Regions from separate parts of the Sus scrofa genome. Here region 2 is linked to region 1. Evidence: chromatin contacts called from public Hi-C data. All regions are on one chromosome and are shown on one strand. Each heading gives the region's core, a stretch centred on a gene start, on an enhancer-like site or on the middle of the called end of the contact. The rest is flanking DNA. Distances are from core to core; before and after follow the strand shown.

Region 1 (4,011 bases), core at 419-2,918:
AGAAATTTTAAAATCACATGCAGTTTACCACTATGCAAAATATAAAAGGTTGTAAGCCAGTATCTTCAGAATAACTACTAATTGTAAGATGTGTGAAAGTTTACTTATTTAAACTTTTTATGTATTTATATTACTTTAAATTATAAAAAGGATAGTTTGAAGATGTAATAATACGTAAGTACATATACTTACAATGAACAAAATAAAAGGGGGTGTTCTGGGTTTTTTGTATAACTTCCATTAGTTTTCTTATCTCTATGGATCTCCAAAGGAGGATTTTATTTGTAGGATTTATGCGTGTGAACTTATTCCCCACTTGCAAAGCGGTTTATGCTATCAGCCCTGAGTGCAGTTATATTTTATCAGCAATTCTTCGTGTTATACAGGAGGGAATAATAATCTGTCTTATAAATTACTGAATTAATTGTGGTACAGAGAGAAAAGTCTTGGCTTTCTTTTCCTTTTGTGGCTTTAAAGTCTATTTTTGACAAAAATAGTGATAAAGTACTTTTTCAAAATGAATCTGTGGCAGTGAAATGATTCACTGTATAAACTGTTAACGTATATTAGACTCAAACAATTGGCATGTAAACATGTCCTAAAGAGAAGAAATGTTAATCTGCTTTCACATGTTGACTACAGCATTATTTCATAATGACCATAAGACCAAGCGAGCAAGCAAACAAATGAAATAACCTAAGATTTCAAAAATAGGGGAAATAAATAAACTACGATGCTTCAATCTAAGAAAGGCAATCATTCACTCTGATAGCTTATGAATATTATTTAGTAGCAGAAATATATATTCCACTCATAATTAAAATGAAAAAAGAAGGTTTTAACAGATAAAATACAACAAAATAAGACAAATTATATCTAATTCATCTAAAAATACATTGGATAAAATCTTTAACATTACCGAATGCCTAACAATTCTGTGAAGGATCATAAAATTATGGGTATTGAACAGAATTTCCTTTTATTTTCTAACCATTCTTTAATTTTGTTATATTTATAATTGAGAAAAAAGAAGATTCAAGTTATCTATAATTAAGATGTGGAATAATGAGTTACTGTTTTTCAGATTGGCATTATTTACTACAGTAGTCATGAGCACATGTGGTTATATAAAATAAAATTAAATAGAATTAAAAGTTCATTTCCCTTAGGTGCACTAACCACATTTCAAGTGCTCAGTAACCACAAATAGCTAGTGGTCAAGTGAGTTGGACACGGCAGTTATGCAAACTTCCTCATTGCAGAAAGTTCCACGGGGTAGAGCTTCCTGGCTCCTTTTGGACATGCCAAACAAATGTGTAAACTGCCACAGAGGGTTAAACGAAATGCTGAAGATGTTCTGGACCACGGTAAGTCACTAGGTTATTCCTATCTTAGAAGATTTTCTACACTTACAATACTGGCCAGGCCACATGTTGTCCTGTCTGATAAAAGATCTGCAAATTCAGCCAGCTATGTACTAGATTCAAACTGTGGGCTCAAACCTCAGATCAGTTTGCAGTTGTCTATCTGCATTCCAACACACAAAAGAAACAGGACCAGATTAATTTCAGTCTAACACATTGGATTTCCACCTGCTATTAATAATGCTCATAATGTCAGCTCCTATTCTTGTGCTGCCTTCTTACATTTTGAGGCTGCTTGAGGTGCAGAGGTTATTTTAGGGCAGTTGGTGATTAGGTAAGCTGATGACTAGGCCTGGCTGACACAGGCAAAGAGAAAGCCAAACATTTTGGTCTGTTCTTAAGAAATCTGTCCCTGGGTCCTGTTACGAATGTGACAAAAAGGAAATTGCCCATTTCCTTAACCTCTCCTTTCTTTATAGCTCTTTTTCAAAAACAGTGCTTATTTCATTTTAGTCAGTATTTCAAGACACAGAGAATATCTCTAGAGACTGGGAAAAAAATCTTACGCACTTTGAATATATACTATTGCCTATGTGAGAGGGGAAAAGAAGAGGGACAAAGTAAAATGCTATCCCTTAGACAGGTGTTCCTGATACTTTGCAGACCTCTTAAGAGTTAGGGTTAAGTTAGCTTTGTGTAAATCAATTTGTTTCAGTTTAATACAGATTCCAGTCCTTAGGGATTGGTGATATTTAAAAATTTTTGTTTTGATTGAGAATATTAAGTAAAAACTGATTTCAAATTTACCTAATTTTGGAAATAAAAATAGGCACTGAATGGAGAGCAATTAAAAACACATTTGTGGAGTTCCCATCATGGCGTAGGAGGAAAGGAATCTGACTAGGAATGGTGAGGTTGCGGGTTTGCTCCCTGACCTCACTCAGTGGGTTAAGGATCTGGTGATTAAGTGAGTTGTGGCATAGGTCACAGATGTGGCTCAGATCTGATGTTGCTACAGCTGTGGTGTAGGCTGGCAGCTGTAGCTTTGACTGGACCCCTGGCCTGGGAACCTCCACATGCCGTGGGTGCAGCGCTAAATAAATACATAAATAAATTAATTGAAAATAAAAAAAAATTGCAAACAATTGTAAATATAGTCAAGGAAGGATCAAAATATGATTTAACTTACTTTTTATCATACTTAAAACAGAATTGCACGTGATCATTTATTTACTATTGATATTTGGGGCTAGATAGTTCTTTGCTGTGGGTCACTGCCCTGTGCACTGCAGGATTTTAAGCATTCCTGGTTCCTACCCACTAGATACCAATATCATTCACAAGTCATAACATGTTGGAGAAAACATGTCTCCAAACATTGCCAAAGGTCCCTTTGAGGATGTGGAGGGGGTGGGGCAGGCAGGGGCAGGCAGGGGCAAAATCTCTGAGATTTTGAGAGAACCAGTGATCGAGGGGGTAGAAAACTGCTGTACTTTCAAATCCCACTTGCTCAGCTCCTATTACATGTAGTCCCTATGTGAGTCGCTTTCAAGATCTGGACCTCCTTTTTGGATTCACTGTCAATTTCAAACTATTCATTCTCTTCAGTCAAAGCAGGACAGTTGTTTACATTATAAAAAGGGACTGGATGGAATTAGTTTTCTCTTCCTCTGCACATCACCAGGTGGTGGTTTTAACGAGGAATGAAATATCCTTAGATCCTGGAAAGAAAAGGCAAAAGAGCAGAAAGGCAAGGGAGATGGACTAAGACTCCAGCTGAATAATCATCCCCAAGATGATCAGGGCTTTACTGTTCCAATTTCCTGCTTCAGAAATCTGCAAATTGTCAAAGGGCAACAGTGTGTCTCCCCCACCCCCCAACCCAAGCTTGTCTCCCTTTCAAAAAACAATGATCTTCTCCCTCAAAATAACATAATGACAGGCAGCAGATCCAAAAGAGTAATGGAGAAAACTTTCCTCATAGTATATAATTTCAAGCCTCTCCTAAAGCTTTTTTTTTTTTTTCAGGGAGAGGCAGTGGGATGGAGAGAGAGTCTGTACAGAAACCCAGCCACAAAGCTGTGATAGTCAGAGGGACTAGACTGCCTCTTAACCTGTTAAAAGTGGAAGAAAAAGTAGAGAAACAGATATGTCAGGAACTTACTTTCCCAAACCAAATCAGGACGGAGTTTTAAAAGAATCTGGGTGACTGATTTTAACTGCAGGAAGTGTCATAGTTTAAGTGTCACCCAACACAGTCAATATGATTTTGCTAAGGGAGGGAAGAAGTGAAGCTTTGCAGGGAGCTCTGGAATACACAACCACAGACCCTGGTCGTGCGTGTAGTTTAAAAAGATTGTTAAAGAGCTCAACACTGGCTGAAGTGACTGGTTTCTTTTCACTGTCTTTTAAAGTAGTTTCTATGGCCTGCTCGAGAGACATAGCTGGCCAGGTTGCTGGGTTAATCTACCACCTACTTTACCAATTGAAGAGTACCAGTTGGGCCTATAATTAGGATGTGAATGATAGTTTCCAGAAATGGCCTTCTCTCTTCAGACAGAAACATTTCAATCCTATGCCAACAGTACCATCAATTACTCATGTTCACAAAACAAACCTAGTTAGATTCTTGTTACAGTGGCAGACC
Region 2 (3,906 bases), core at 972-3,471, 46 kb before region 1:
ATTTCTCCAGGACTCTGTACTTGGTCTTCTATTCCCAATCATATTTCCTTTTGGGCAATTTCAACCATTTCTGCAATTTCAACAACCACTTATATGCATGATTTCCAATTCTCTCTCCTGTTCACATTTTCCAGTAAGCTCCAAACACTTAGAAATATTGCCTATAGGAGTTCCCTTGTGGTACAGTGGGTTAAGGATCTGGTGTTGCCATGGGAGTGGCTTGGGTTGCTGTTGTGGCATGGGTTTGATCCCCGGCCTGGGAACTTTGCATGCTGTGGGTACAGCAAAAAACCAAAAACCCTCCCTACAGAAATCTTTTAGATGTCCCACAGGAAACTTCAAGTCACAGGTTCCAAAAGGCATTTATTATCTTCCCCAAACTGTTCCTTCTACTGAATACCACTATAAATGTCCAATTCTCCAAGGCAGAGACTTAAGAAAAATGCTGCATCCTCCCTTACTATCATGCCTCACAAATAATCTGCAGCCGGACCCTGTCAAATCTCTTCTTTCTGCTCCCACTTTCCAGCGTTAGGGTCAAACTCTGAATCATCTCTGCCCTTGTATTGTAAAAGCCTTGTTGCCTTCACTTTTGCACCTTTTCTAAATGATCCTTCACAATGCTGCTGAAGTAATATGTCACATGTCATGCATGCACTTAACCTGGCAACCTACAGCATAGAACTGGAATTCCTCAGCATAGGAAACACAGACCCCCAAGAGTTGTCTTCAGTATAAACCCTGTTCACATATTCACATCCTGTGCTCTAACCATATTAAAATACTGGAAACTTCTTAATCATAACCATTTCAGGTAATTCCTTCTGTCAGCAATGCTCTTCCTTTTTAAGAATGTCATAATCTCCAGTACAAAGCCCTTCTCACAGTTGTGGACAAAATTAACCATTTTAGCCATTGCTCCCCCCTTGCATCCTGATGCACATATGTTATTAAGGCAAATACTTCGTTTGATTATATTTATCTTTCCTGATTTGGATTCAAACAACAATTCCGCTACTTATTAGCTGTGTAAACGTGGGCAAATTAACCTCTGAGCTTATCAATGGAAATAATATAAAGAGTTGTTACCAGGAAAGAATGAGAGCATTGTGTAAATAAAGCACCTACTTCTATAGCACATGACAGATGTTTGAAAAATAATGTTAGTAATGTTACTGCAATTCTGTTTTCCCTATGTTACTCTGCGCAAGCTTAAAAAAAAATAAATCTTAAATGAACTTTAAGGTGCTAAACAGATACACGGTATTTGTGTTAAAACATATTTAAAAATTCTACAGTGAGTATTATGGTTAGTTGTCTGAAGGGATAAAAAAGGAACCAGAAAGCCAGATTTGAAAGGGTCAAGGGTCTTCTGGGAGCGCAATAACTGAGAGTAAGGCTTAATTTTCAGGTACATTTCAACCTCCATTAGGAAACCTTCACCATCTTTGTCCACCTAGCAACTGCCTACTCTTCACGAATCTGTCACGGCATCACTGCCGTTCTGATTTAACTGTTGCTTCCTCTGAGTTCCCAAGAACCACAGTTTTGCCAATTACAGATTACGTCCTACCTCTACAGGCTGTGACTCCCAGGGGGCAGAGATCGAATCCCTACTACGTCCACTGCCCGCCATATGACGTCTTCAAACAACATTGGCGTTAAGAATTAAAAAAAAACATATCACCCAAGACACACTCCTACCACATCGACACACACGTCAATCTTCATGGCCGACGAATAAAACTCCTGACGGCAATCTCAGCACGAATTTACTGTTAAACCCACAAGCCAGGCACACATCCACCCACCTACCCCTGCACGCATGCAGCCTGCGCCCCCAGCCCGAGGGCCCGCTCGCCTCCCCAGCCCGGCCTCTGGCCACTCACAGGAAGTTCTCCATCGCGATGCGGACGATAGAGCCTTCTACGAAAGGCCCTGAAGACTGCAGCGGCAGTGGAGGCGGCGCCGCCGGCGGGGCCGAACTCTTTTTCTTGCTCGGGACCTCCGACGAGGGATCTCTGGGGAGAGCTCTCTTGGAGGCCAGGGGGATTGGTGTAGACGTTTTCTTGCTCGGTGTCGCCATTCTGGCTTCCTTTCCTTCTTGAGCTGGCTTCCGTTCCCACCGACCTGCAGCCCCTGCGCTCCAGCGCCCGGCTCCCGCGCGACCTGCCCTGGCGCGCGACTCCCCCACCCCCTGCCGGGAGCCCGCCCTCGCGCCTGCGTAGTTGAGATCGCTGGCGTCAGCGGTCACGCACCGCCCAGTGCTGGGCCTGGAAGGCCGAAACCCTTGCGAAAGCGGGGGTGGAGCTGGGGGAAGCTGCTTCCGGTCACTTTTCTCTATGTCTGTATACTTTGAGAAGTTTTGTTTTGGTTTTGTTTTTTAACTCAAAAAAAGACATCAGTTGCATTTAGTATTTTGAAAGCCTTTTCAGTGCTCTGAGGAAACATCCGGGAGAGAAAGGAGGACGGTGTTTGTGATGGCACCTCGTGTGGGCAACGTCAGACCCCATTGGTGATGCTCGGAGTCTGCCCTCGGTTCGGGCCTCTTCGTCTTCTTTCTTTGTTTTCAAGCAGGTTCCCATGTCCAAAAAGAAAGAAAAGAAAGGAAACTCTTCCAAATGGCTCTATGCCTTCCTCTCTCTTAAAGCATGGCGCTATGGTCTCCTGCACTCTCCAACTGGTAGAAAGACTGCACCACACAGATTCTCCTCATTGACTGTCCATCCCCTCGTTAATTCCCTTTTAAGACTCCCTCCCTCGAAGTTTCCGGAAACCCCGGAGCTCCCTGGCATGGTGTAGAGGGTGTTCCACTTAAACTGGCTCACATTTGTCTAATTAACCTCCCTTTTAAGATGAGCTTCCTGCGACCTACTTATGTGTCATTCCTCAACTGATAATGTCTAATCTACCAGAGGCTGGGTTGTGGCCTTGAGGGAGTGAGTGGAGAGATAGAAAAAGAACAAGTTAACCTAATTTCTGGCGGAGATAGATGCTCAGAAGAGAAAAACAGAATGAATGTGATGGAGAGGCAGGGAAGGCCTGTCAGAGGGAGTGATATTTGGGCTAAACCCTGAAGGCGAAGAAAGAGCCAGGTGTGGAAATAAGAAAAGAGCATTCTGGGCAAAGACAAAGGCTGTGGTTGGGGGAGTAAACCATGGAAGGAGTTAACAAAGGGAAGGCTGGCAGTAGAACCCTGATTTCTGACTCCTGGACCAATGCTCCTTTTCCAGGTTTCTGATTCTTTCTCTCACAGGAGTGAAATCCACGCTCTCAAAGTTATAATCAACGAAAAAATGAGTTGGAAAAACATGTAAAATTTTCATGGTTATTAGGAAAAAAATATATATTTATAAAATTTTGACTTTGCTTGCAGCATGAAGTTCCCAGGCCAAGGATGTAACCTGCACTATAGCTGTAACCACGGCAGTGACAATTCTGGATCCTTAAGCTGCTGAGCCACCAAGGAGCTCCACAAAAAAATTTTAAATAGAAATTAAAGAAGAATTTTGAAACTTCTGAACAGGAAATAATAAAGATAGTGTTTAGGAGGGCACTATACCGTTATATGCTACACTGCTAGTAGAAATTGTTTGAAAAGTAACTTGGTACTCTGCTTCAAGAGCCTTTGATGAGTCAATTTCTTTGGAGAAATAGTTGTATTTGGGAAAATCTACCCTAATAGTAAAATAATACAGGCAGCAGTAATAGGAGTTAAGAGTGGGGAACCAATATAACCATCTTTATACCATCAACAGTTCTTCAGTGAATTAATCAAATTATGCTTATAAACTTGAAAGTTGGGAAAGGGCCTCTGAACTTGTGATGACCCCACAAATGTGCACACACTATGCGTTCTTGCCTGAGCACCGCCAGTCATGCTCTACCACCATCTTTTGAAAAGGA

What was found. Hi-C and Micro-C count contacts between places; a contact is called where the count stands out from the background.
Region 2: a contact with region 1 is called in a Hi-C map of skeletal muscle, with 2.1 times the contacts expected there. The contact joins the promoter of SMC5 here to the enhancer-like site in region 1. A contact is called at or near these places in 2 of 47 Hi-C or Micro-C datasets (fibroblasts and skeletal muscle) and 2 of 2 datasets of contacts at active chromatin or transcription factors (alveolar macrophages and skeletal muscle).

What each region holds. Positions count from the first base shown.
Region 1 is chr1:223,512,183-223,516,193 of Sscrofa11.1, reverse strand. No RefSeq gene overlaps it. Among named protein-coding and RNA genes, the nearest start is that of MAMDC2, 27 kb to the left of the region's middle. Within about 2 kb of position 1,668, at least 10 of the 83 cell types and tissues checked have an H3K27ac peak or open chromatin away from gene starts, as enhancers often do. A contact at or near this core is called in alveolar macrophages and skeletal muscle, where this site is marked.
Region 2 is chr1:223,558,586-223,562,491 of Sscrofa11.1, reverse strand. SMC5 (structural maintenance of chromosomes protein 5) reads right to left here and starts at 2,221. Exons shown (of 24, transcript XM_021064744.1): 1 at 1,890-2,221. The coding sequence starts at 2,086.